Linked DNA regions of Gossypium arboreum: region 1 is linked to region 2. A link is a contact called in public Hi-C data. All regions are on one chromosome and are shown on one strand. Each heading gives the region's core, a stretch centred on a gene start, on an enhancer-like site or on the middle of the called end of the contact. The rest is flanking DNA. Distances are from core to core; before and after follow the strand shown.

Region 1 (4,116 bases), core at 62-2,561, 340 kb after region 2:
GAGGGACTTAAGCCTCATCTAAAAGAGGACCTATAGTTAACATCCAAAATCTTTTGCTCATTCTCTCTAACCAAGAGCATCAATTTTCCACCATATCTTTTTTTCTCTTAGTTTATGGACTTCTATCCCACTCTCTTAATTTATGCAAAAACGAGATACAGTGCAAGAAAGAACTGTAAGAAGGGGATTAACATTCATGGTTTTTTGCTTCCTAAGTCTAATGCTAAGGTTGATATGCAAGCGGGAAGCATGACCAGCATCCTTGCAGCAATGATTATGATATCCTGCTAACACTTGTAGAAAGTAGAAATGGCCAGACCTTCCAAACTTTATCCCTATCCTTAATCACTACTTTTTGAATGCCTGCTCTGTTTAACCAAATAGAACTTGGTCAAGTCAACTAAAATTTGTCATTATCAACCTCTATTGCTAGTATTTCACATTAATCACAACAATATTAAATGAAACCTTCTTATTCTATACATGGATGCAATAGCTGCAATTTAGAAATTATATGTTCGCTTATGGTAGTTATTAGAAGTAACAGAATGTTTGCTCCAAAATAGAAACTAAACACATCAACCTTTAGCAGGAAAAGAAAAAGAAGACGCCACAAAACTTTACCTTTAACAGAAGAAATTCTTTAAACTCAATCAACGATCAACAAAATAAACATACCCATCTCAAATTAAAATGGAAAAAAAAAATACTAGACAAAGAAAATCGCTTTAAAAATCCTAAAAGAGGCCATAAATTTACCTTATATAAAGTTCAGTGATATCAAGAGATAACTGGGCATGCCAATCAGGTTTTTCAATCAACAAAACAGCACGGTCCTCTCTGCTTTGATAAAACCCTAAGCTCCTAAGCCATGCTTCAATGCAAGGCAAGCTGTGAGAGTAAAGTGGCTTGTTCTTATCCGGGAGTCTGCTGAGCCACTCATCTTCAGCGGTCGGCAACTCCCCAGCTTCTGATGATTTTGAAGAAACAAAGGTTGCAATTTTCCTTTGGCACTGAGAAACAGAGTGAGGGAATGATAGAGATTTTCTGAAAACAGAAAAAGGGGGAAATTTTGGATGAGTTGCTGAGGCTTGCGAAGTAATGATTAACTTTGAGACATGAAAAGCAGACATTTTTTATTTTTCTGGTTCTTCTACTTTTAATTGCTATTACTTTTTGGTCGATAGATTGTTAAAAATTAAAATTTTCATGAGTTTTCAAGGGAAGACAATAGAGTGATGGTTGAACTGGAAACTGGAGTATGGTTCACAGTGTAAACTAAACCCCATTCCGTTATCTTCCATGTATGTATACGGTTGTATTGGGGATTAGGGAATTTTCCTATTATTTTTTTTTGAAAAAGTATAAAAAAAATCCAAAATTTATGAAAGGATAAACTACGCATTTAGTCACTTTGGAATAGTTCAAATTGCATTTTTATCATTGAACTTTAACAAATTACAATGTGATCACTAATGTTTTTGAAAATTACAATATATTCACTAACGTTATTGATTTATTACATTTAGATTACTAAACTGTCATTAGCCATTAATGGCACAAGATGGTGTGTCACCTTATAGCATCATTTTAGGAGAAACTGTAACACCTCTTACCCGTATTCGATGCCGAAATAGGGTACGAGTGGAAACACAAAAATATACACACTTAAATTCATGCAGTTTCAGTAAAATTATTGTCGAAAAATATATAATTATTATAAAATAATTATTTTGGACTTAAATTATTAACATAATGAATTTTAAATAATTTTATAATAAATTTTGATTAATTTTGATCATTTTCGACAGATTTGCACAAAGGACGAAAGTTAGCTTGACAGACACTACTAGAAGCGCAAAATCGAAAAGTAATTTTTGAAGCATCAAGACGACTGAATTTTTCAGCTAAAGATGGTCCAACTTATGTGTTATTTCATAATATAATTAATTTCAATTTATATCCAATTTAATTTGGATTAAATAAATTATTATTAATTAATTATTAAAAAGTGGTCCAGTTGAGCCGAACCGAGTGAACCGAATTAACCAAGAAGTGGACAGCCCAAAACCGTCCATATGCTGACCCAAATCAGCTTATTGGCTGATTATTTAGCTTACAAAGAGGCCTTTGAAGACTTGTTCAAGTTGCAAACAAACCCCTCCACAATTGGTGGCTTTATAGATTTGCCCCAAGCCTAAATTAGCAAAGTTGAAACTATCAACCTTGCCACATGTGTGGCCGGCCAAAGCTCTTTGGTTGATAATTTTAGCTATTTTTAGTAGCCCTCTTTAGCTATAAAAACCCCCTTAGGCTGGTCATTTGAAACACACCTCAAGCATTCAAATCTTTTCTCTTTTCTCTCCACTTTCTCTCTTCTTTTCCATTCCAAATTCCCTTTGTAACACCCCTTACCCATGTTCTAAGCCAGAACAAGGTACGGAATATTACAGATCACGAAAACATGAATTCACACATTTACCTGATCTTACGTAATTAATTCCTCTAGCTTGAACAAAAATAGATAACATTAACAGATATACATAAGTACAAGTAAATTATCAAATTTTGAAAAGTAATATTTTAAAACAAATTATTTATGACACATAACAAAATGGTTTAGCCCTCTATACATGCCATAATTCCAAAATAGTGTTTATAAAATACCAAAAAGTCTTGATAGTGTGGATGAGTCTCCGACGATCTCCAAATCTCGAGCTGGCTTAGTAATTCTATAAGACAAGAAAAAGAAAAGAAGGTAAGCATATAGCTTAGTAAGTAAGTACGAAATTGATATTCAATTTATCAAAGTAAAACAATCATACTAGTATATAATAACATATTCAGGGCAGGTTGTTTTCTAGAGTCCTGGTTTAAAAAAAAATCATATCTCGAGCTACAAAACTCGAAATCCAATTCCGTAAATTTTCCCTGAAACTAGACTCATATGTCTACTTACTAATTTTTTTTTCTAGAATTTTTGGTTGGGTCAATTAGTACAGTTTATTAGTTAAAGTCTCCCCTATTTCAGGGTTCGACTACTCTGACCCCAGTGCACTACGAACCAAATTTATCCCTGTACAGAATTCCAACGACCATGTCATTTGTTTCCTTTAAAATTAGACTCAATAAGGAACCCATTCATGTAAAGTATGACTCTTAATAATTTTTGTACAATTTATGGTGAATTTCTAAAGTCAGAACAGGGGATCTCAAATTCATTCAGACCCTGTTTCACAAAAATTCAAATATCACACAATATAGAATTCTTTTGCTTCCCCTATTTCTTTTAGGTGAAAATAGACTCATTATCGGGCACATATATCATTTGCATTTTTATTCAACTTCCATGATTTTTGGTAAATTTTAAAAATCATGTAACTGCTGCTGTCCAACACTGTTTTATTTCTAACATTCACTCTTGCATAATTTCACATAGTCCTTTTTTTTATACCAGAATTCACTCAATTATAGAGCACATAGCTCCTAGCTTTTCATAAACATAAATTTGCACATATCCACCTTATAATAACTTTCACATATTACCACTTTATCGATTTTTCCAGTTGAACTCAATAGAAAAATAACAAATATAACATTGTTTACACATATTTCCCCTTTCCACACTTATAGCCGAAGCTATCTGATACGCATAGTAGGCTGCACTTGTACTACACACATGACCTCACCATCTGATACACGTAGTAGCCTGCACTTAGTACTACACACGTCATCGAAGTCATTGAGTACGCATAGTAGCCTGTACTTAGTACTACACATGCGACTTAACAGTATGGAACACGTACTAGCCTGCACTTAGTACTACACACGTGTATTCACAATGGGTCATTCGTATTGTTCCTATTCTGAGGGTTCAACCGGAAAATCTTTCCTTTTTCACCGTTAACACTTATTCATAATCTAATTAAATTTGTAAGTTTCCATCATTTAATCATTCTATGGACAGTCACCAATTCATATGATAACAACATAAAATAACATAAAAAAAATCGATAAATTATTCATGTACAAACTTACCTCGGTGCAAACTTTAGAAATGCTATAATTTAGTCCGAAAGCTTTTCTTTTCCCCGATCACGATCGATTCCACGTCTT
Region 2 (4,361 bases), core at 613-3,112:
TAAAAACAGATGTATAGAAAATAAAAAGAGAAAACTGAGACTGTGACAACTAGCTGCCTCATATTACTCCTATATCATTGAGAGCTTATATTAATAATTATAAATAAAGTTTTATCCCAAAATGGGGAAAGATAAATATGTTAGCATGAGCAGAAACAGACAGAAGGATCTTTCAATCTTTCACAAGCTAATGATGATGACAGTCCAATTCTGTGAATAAAGGGCACAATGGACAAGAACCAAAGCCTGTTACATGGATGATTGGCTGCCTAATCAAAGTTTCTAAAAAGAACTACCAGTTCAGGGAGGCACTTGCCTTAAGCACCTTTTGTTCTAATAAGACAGTGCCTTATGCACCAAAGCATGCACCTCCCTTAATGCTACCATCAATTCAGGGTCTTAGACAATTGTTTGGACATTGCTTCACATAGCCAAGAAATCTGAAGCACTTTACTACCTTGTTCATGTTCAATGAGGAGTGACGATTTTGACACTCAGCAAAACTAGCAACTATTATATCGAACAAATATATAATACAGACCATATATGCAAAAAAAAAATGTAAATGGAGCACAAACTTCATTGGCAGTAGCAGCACAAACAAAAAACATAGTGACACCAAACATCTAAAAAGTCCAAGGGTGATGGATGCACATGAAGAAGAAATGAAAAACAAATCCTAAATGGTAGGAATAGGAGGTAAGTAAGGAAGAGTAAGGAAGAGAGAGGCAGTGTTAAGGAAAGGAGAAAGGAGACAAACACACATGTTCTCTTTCTCACGATGCACTAAGCTGCCATTGGAGATTATTCCCTTGACATGATCCTGCTGATCCATTCACACTCATGTCAAAACACAAAAGCTTTTCTCCAAAAGAGCGTGACAAAAACTACACAACCCTAGTTATTACATGAACTCATATCAAACAACAACTTAGAAATAGTAACTTCACACCCTTCTAAACAAAAAGGAGAAGAGACATACGCCATCCTTACCAAGTGCAATACATCTATGGAAACAAGCCGTGCATCTTGACCTTCGATTGTTACCAACAGTACATTCCCGGCAACATCTGCAGTCGTTTTGTTGTTTACAATTTCTTGCCTGTTAGAATATTGCAGGTAGACCGTTTTACCCCTTACTTGAGCAGGCTCTGAAGATGAAGCATAATACGATATCATGGCAATAGCTTGATTCAAGTCAGCCTAAGAAGGGTAAACAAAAACATATATTTAATTACTAACTTCATTAATATGGTGGAAGAAATTTGACCAGAATTTTAAAAAAAAATCTGATTAAACTTACGAATTCAATGAAAGCTTGATTACGATTGGCTCCAACATTGCACTTGGTGTTAACGACCTTACCAAATGGCTTCCCCAGCTCGATCAACTCTTCCTCCGTACACTCCCATGGCAAGTTTCTCAAATGCAGCACCTTAGATGGGGGTTGAGTGTAACGGAACTGCGGCTGACTTGATACCGAGGCCATCCCGGTCGGAAATCAACCCCTCTAAAAATTTTTGGCAAGAGAAGACAGACCAGAAACCCTAGATGCCAAAAAATATATATGTTTAATTCAAAATCGAAATATATACATAGATCAATCAAAACCAGGAAAATGCAATGAAATTAAGGGAATAAAATAAACCTGAAAACAAAAAGAAACTAATGAGAAAATCCGTGGAAACTTCTGAAGTTCGTTAAGTTAGGGCTTCAAGGAATTTGAGATAAATTGGTATGGTAGATTTTCCGTCTGTCATTAAATTCGTTTTGGTTTTATTAAGGGATGGGCATCGTCCTGGGCTTTTGGCGCCGATGGGCGTTATGTATTCGGGAAGGAGAGATTGGATTGGATTGTATTTTCACTTCTTATATTACTTTTCTTGAGAAACGAAAGGACCGGACTTTACCCGACCCGAGGCAGCGGTTTTTCTTTTCGTTTTGGGCCTTTTGGCCACTAAGGCAGCGTCTTCGGATTCTTAAACTTTGGTGCCCATGTTGCTGTGGAATATAAAAACGTGCAACTGGAGAATTATTTACGACTACTTTTGAAAAATACTAATATTTAGAAAAATTGTTTTTGAAAAATATTTTAAATATTTTAATTTCAGATTTAATTTTTAATATTATTTTAAAAATTATTTTTAAGAAATAAAATGTTCATATTAGACATAATACTATAAAGTAAAATTTGTGTTTAAATAATATTCAAATTAGTTAACATTATTAGATTTCAATAAGAATTTAAAATGATTTATTATAACTTATTATTGATATATAAAATATAAATGATGAATATTTTAAATTAATTACTATTAATAATTATTTATTTGTAAAATTTAATTTGAATATATAAATTATATTTTAAATATTAAAGTATAATAATTACATATTTAAATATATAATGTAATATATTTGAAATAAACTTTGATAAGAAAATAATTGTATAGGTAATTTAAATATTACTTAAAATACATAAGTCATTTGACTCCAAAAGTATTTTTCCCACATCCAAAAACTAAAAATGCTTTTGAGTTTAGGTACAAAAGCATTTTTCATTTCAAAAGTTGTCTATTTAACATTGTTTATGGCTCTAAATAAAGTTTTATTAACCCGTTAAGAAAAATAGAATTTAAGTTTAACTATTACAAATATAAATACAATACAAGTATAAATATATGTCCAAACAAATATAATGTAAAATTAAACCAATTATGAAGCACAATCAATAAACAAAATAAAATAAATTCCATCCATGGTAGATAAATATGTTGAAACTGAAACCTCACATATCGCAATTACACATGACAAAGCTTGAATACGAGTACTCAAAACCTAAAAACTCCATCTTAACCAACAATACTAAAACCTAATTCCCCATTGAAAAAAAAACTCAAAATTAACATTTTCAGTTATTTAAATTTATAAACAAAATTTATGATGATGATCAAAACCACTTAATATAATTTTCTTTTATAAAAATGTGAAAATAATAAGTAAACAATATCTTATTGAAGAAAATTTTATTTTAATTTATTTCTTTTGGCATTATCTTTTAAACATTTCACATTTAAACTTTTGCTTTGTTTAAACTAACTTGAAATGCTTTAACAAATTTAAAGATGAAAATGTAAAATAAAATTTTCATAATTTAAAATTTACATTTACTAAATTTTAATTATATTTTGTACTTAAATATTTTAAGTAATATACTAAATAGATAAGTTAAATTTAGTATTTAATTTTGGATTAATATATTTAGTACCTAAGTTTGACACCTTTTTCTAATGGGGTATCAATGTTATTTCTTGGTCCAATTTGGTACATATATTTGACAAAATTTATATATTTTGGTACCTAAAGATAATAAAAAAGTTAATTTTTTTAGTGTTTAATTTGGGTTTTAGGGTTGATTTAATGAAAGTTATTTGCTAACATCATTAAGGTTGATTTTTCCATGATTTTGTTAATAGAATAAACTTAGTTCTAATTGTGAACTTGTAACATCCCGATTTTGGGCCTAGTCGGAACAATAGTTTCGGAACCACAAATCCGAGGTCAGAGAAATTATTTTTGATATTATTTTATGTGTTATAGCATGATTTTATAGATATTTGAAAAGTTTGGTGAATTAATTTTAGCAGTTGCATGCTTAATTTCAAAAAAGGGCTTAAATCGCATAAAGAGTGAAAATTATGTTCTACTAGTCAAGAGTGTTATGTTGTAATAGCCCGATTTTGGGCTTAGTCAGAACAATGGTTTTGGGACTACAAATCCGAAGTCAAGAAATTATTTTTATTATTATTTTGGTGTTATAGCATGATTATATTAGTGCATGAAAAATTTGGTGAGGAAATTTTAGCGTTTATGAGCTTAATTTCGGAAAAAGGACTAAATTGCATAAGGGGTAAAAGTTCTATCTTACTTGATAGATGTACCACATAGCTAGAGAACCCAAATTGGGGGTCTTTAAAGTGCAATTAGACCCTTTAGAAGCTGATGGCCGGCCATAGGGGACAAGAAAATCAAATGTTCAAAGGAGTTAGTGATTTAATGTATGATAAAATAATACCTTAGAGACTAGCCTTCATTTTTTTTCATTCTTCCTTTCTTCCCCCCACCAAAATTTTCAGCCATTCTAAGGGTTTTGGAAGTTTGAAATCTTAGCCACTTATATCTCTCTCAAGTAAGTGATTGAGATGCTTATTTTTGATAATTTTGGTACTTTTAGAACCCTTATGGCATGAGCTAGCTAATGGGGGGACCATTTTGAAAAATGGTTGATAATCTACAGATTTTCCATTAAAGGATTTATGATGTTTGCTTAGTTTTTATGGAAGCAAATGAATCTTAGTTGTGTA

Evidence for each region. Hi-C and Micro-C count contacts between places; a contact is called where the count stands out from the background.
Region 1: a Hi-C map of leaf shows a contact between it and region 2, with 2.4 times the contacts expected there. The contact joins the promoter of LOC108468040 here to the promoter of LOC108461270 in region 2. A contact is called at or near these places in 2 of 5 Hi-C or Micro-C datasets (both in leaf).

Annotation. Positions count from the first base shown.
Region 1 is chr8:75,915,941-75,920,056 of ASM2569848v2, forward strand. LOC108468040 reads right to left here and starts at 1,312. Exons shown (of 2, transcript XM_017768891.2): 1 at 760-1,312. The coding sequence starts at 1,133.
Region 2 is chr8:75,575,101-75,579,461 of ASM2569848v2, forward strand. It overlaps LOC108461270 (polypyrimidine tract-binding protein homolog 2-like), which reads right to left and starts at 1,863. Exons shown (of 11, transcript XM_017761062.2): 1 at 1,649-1,863; 2 at 1,304-1,547; 3 at 994-1,203. The coding sequence starts at 1,489.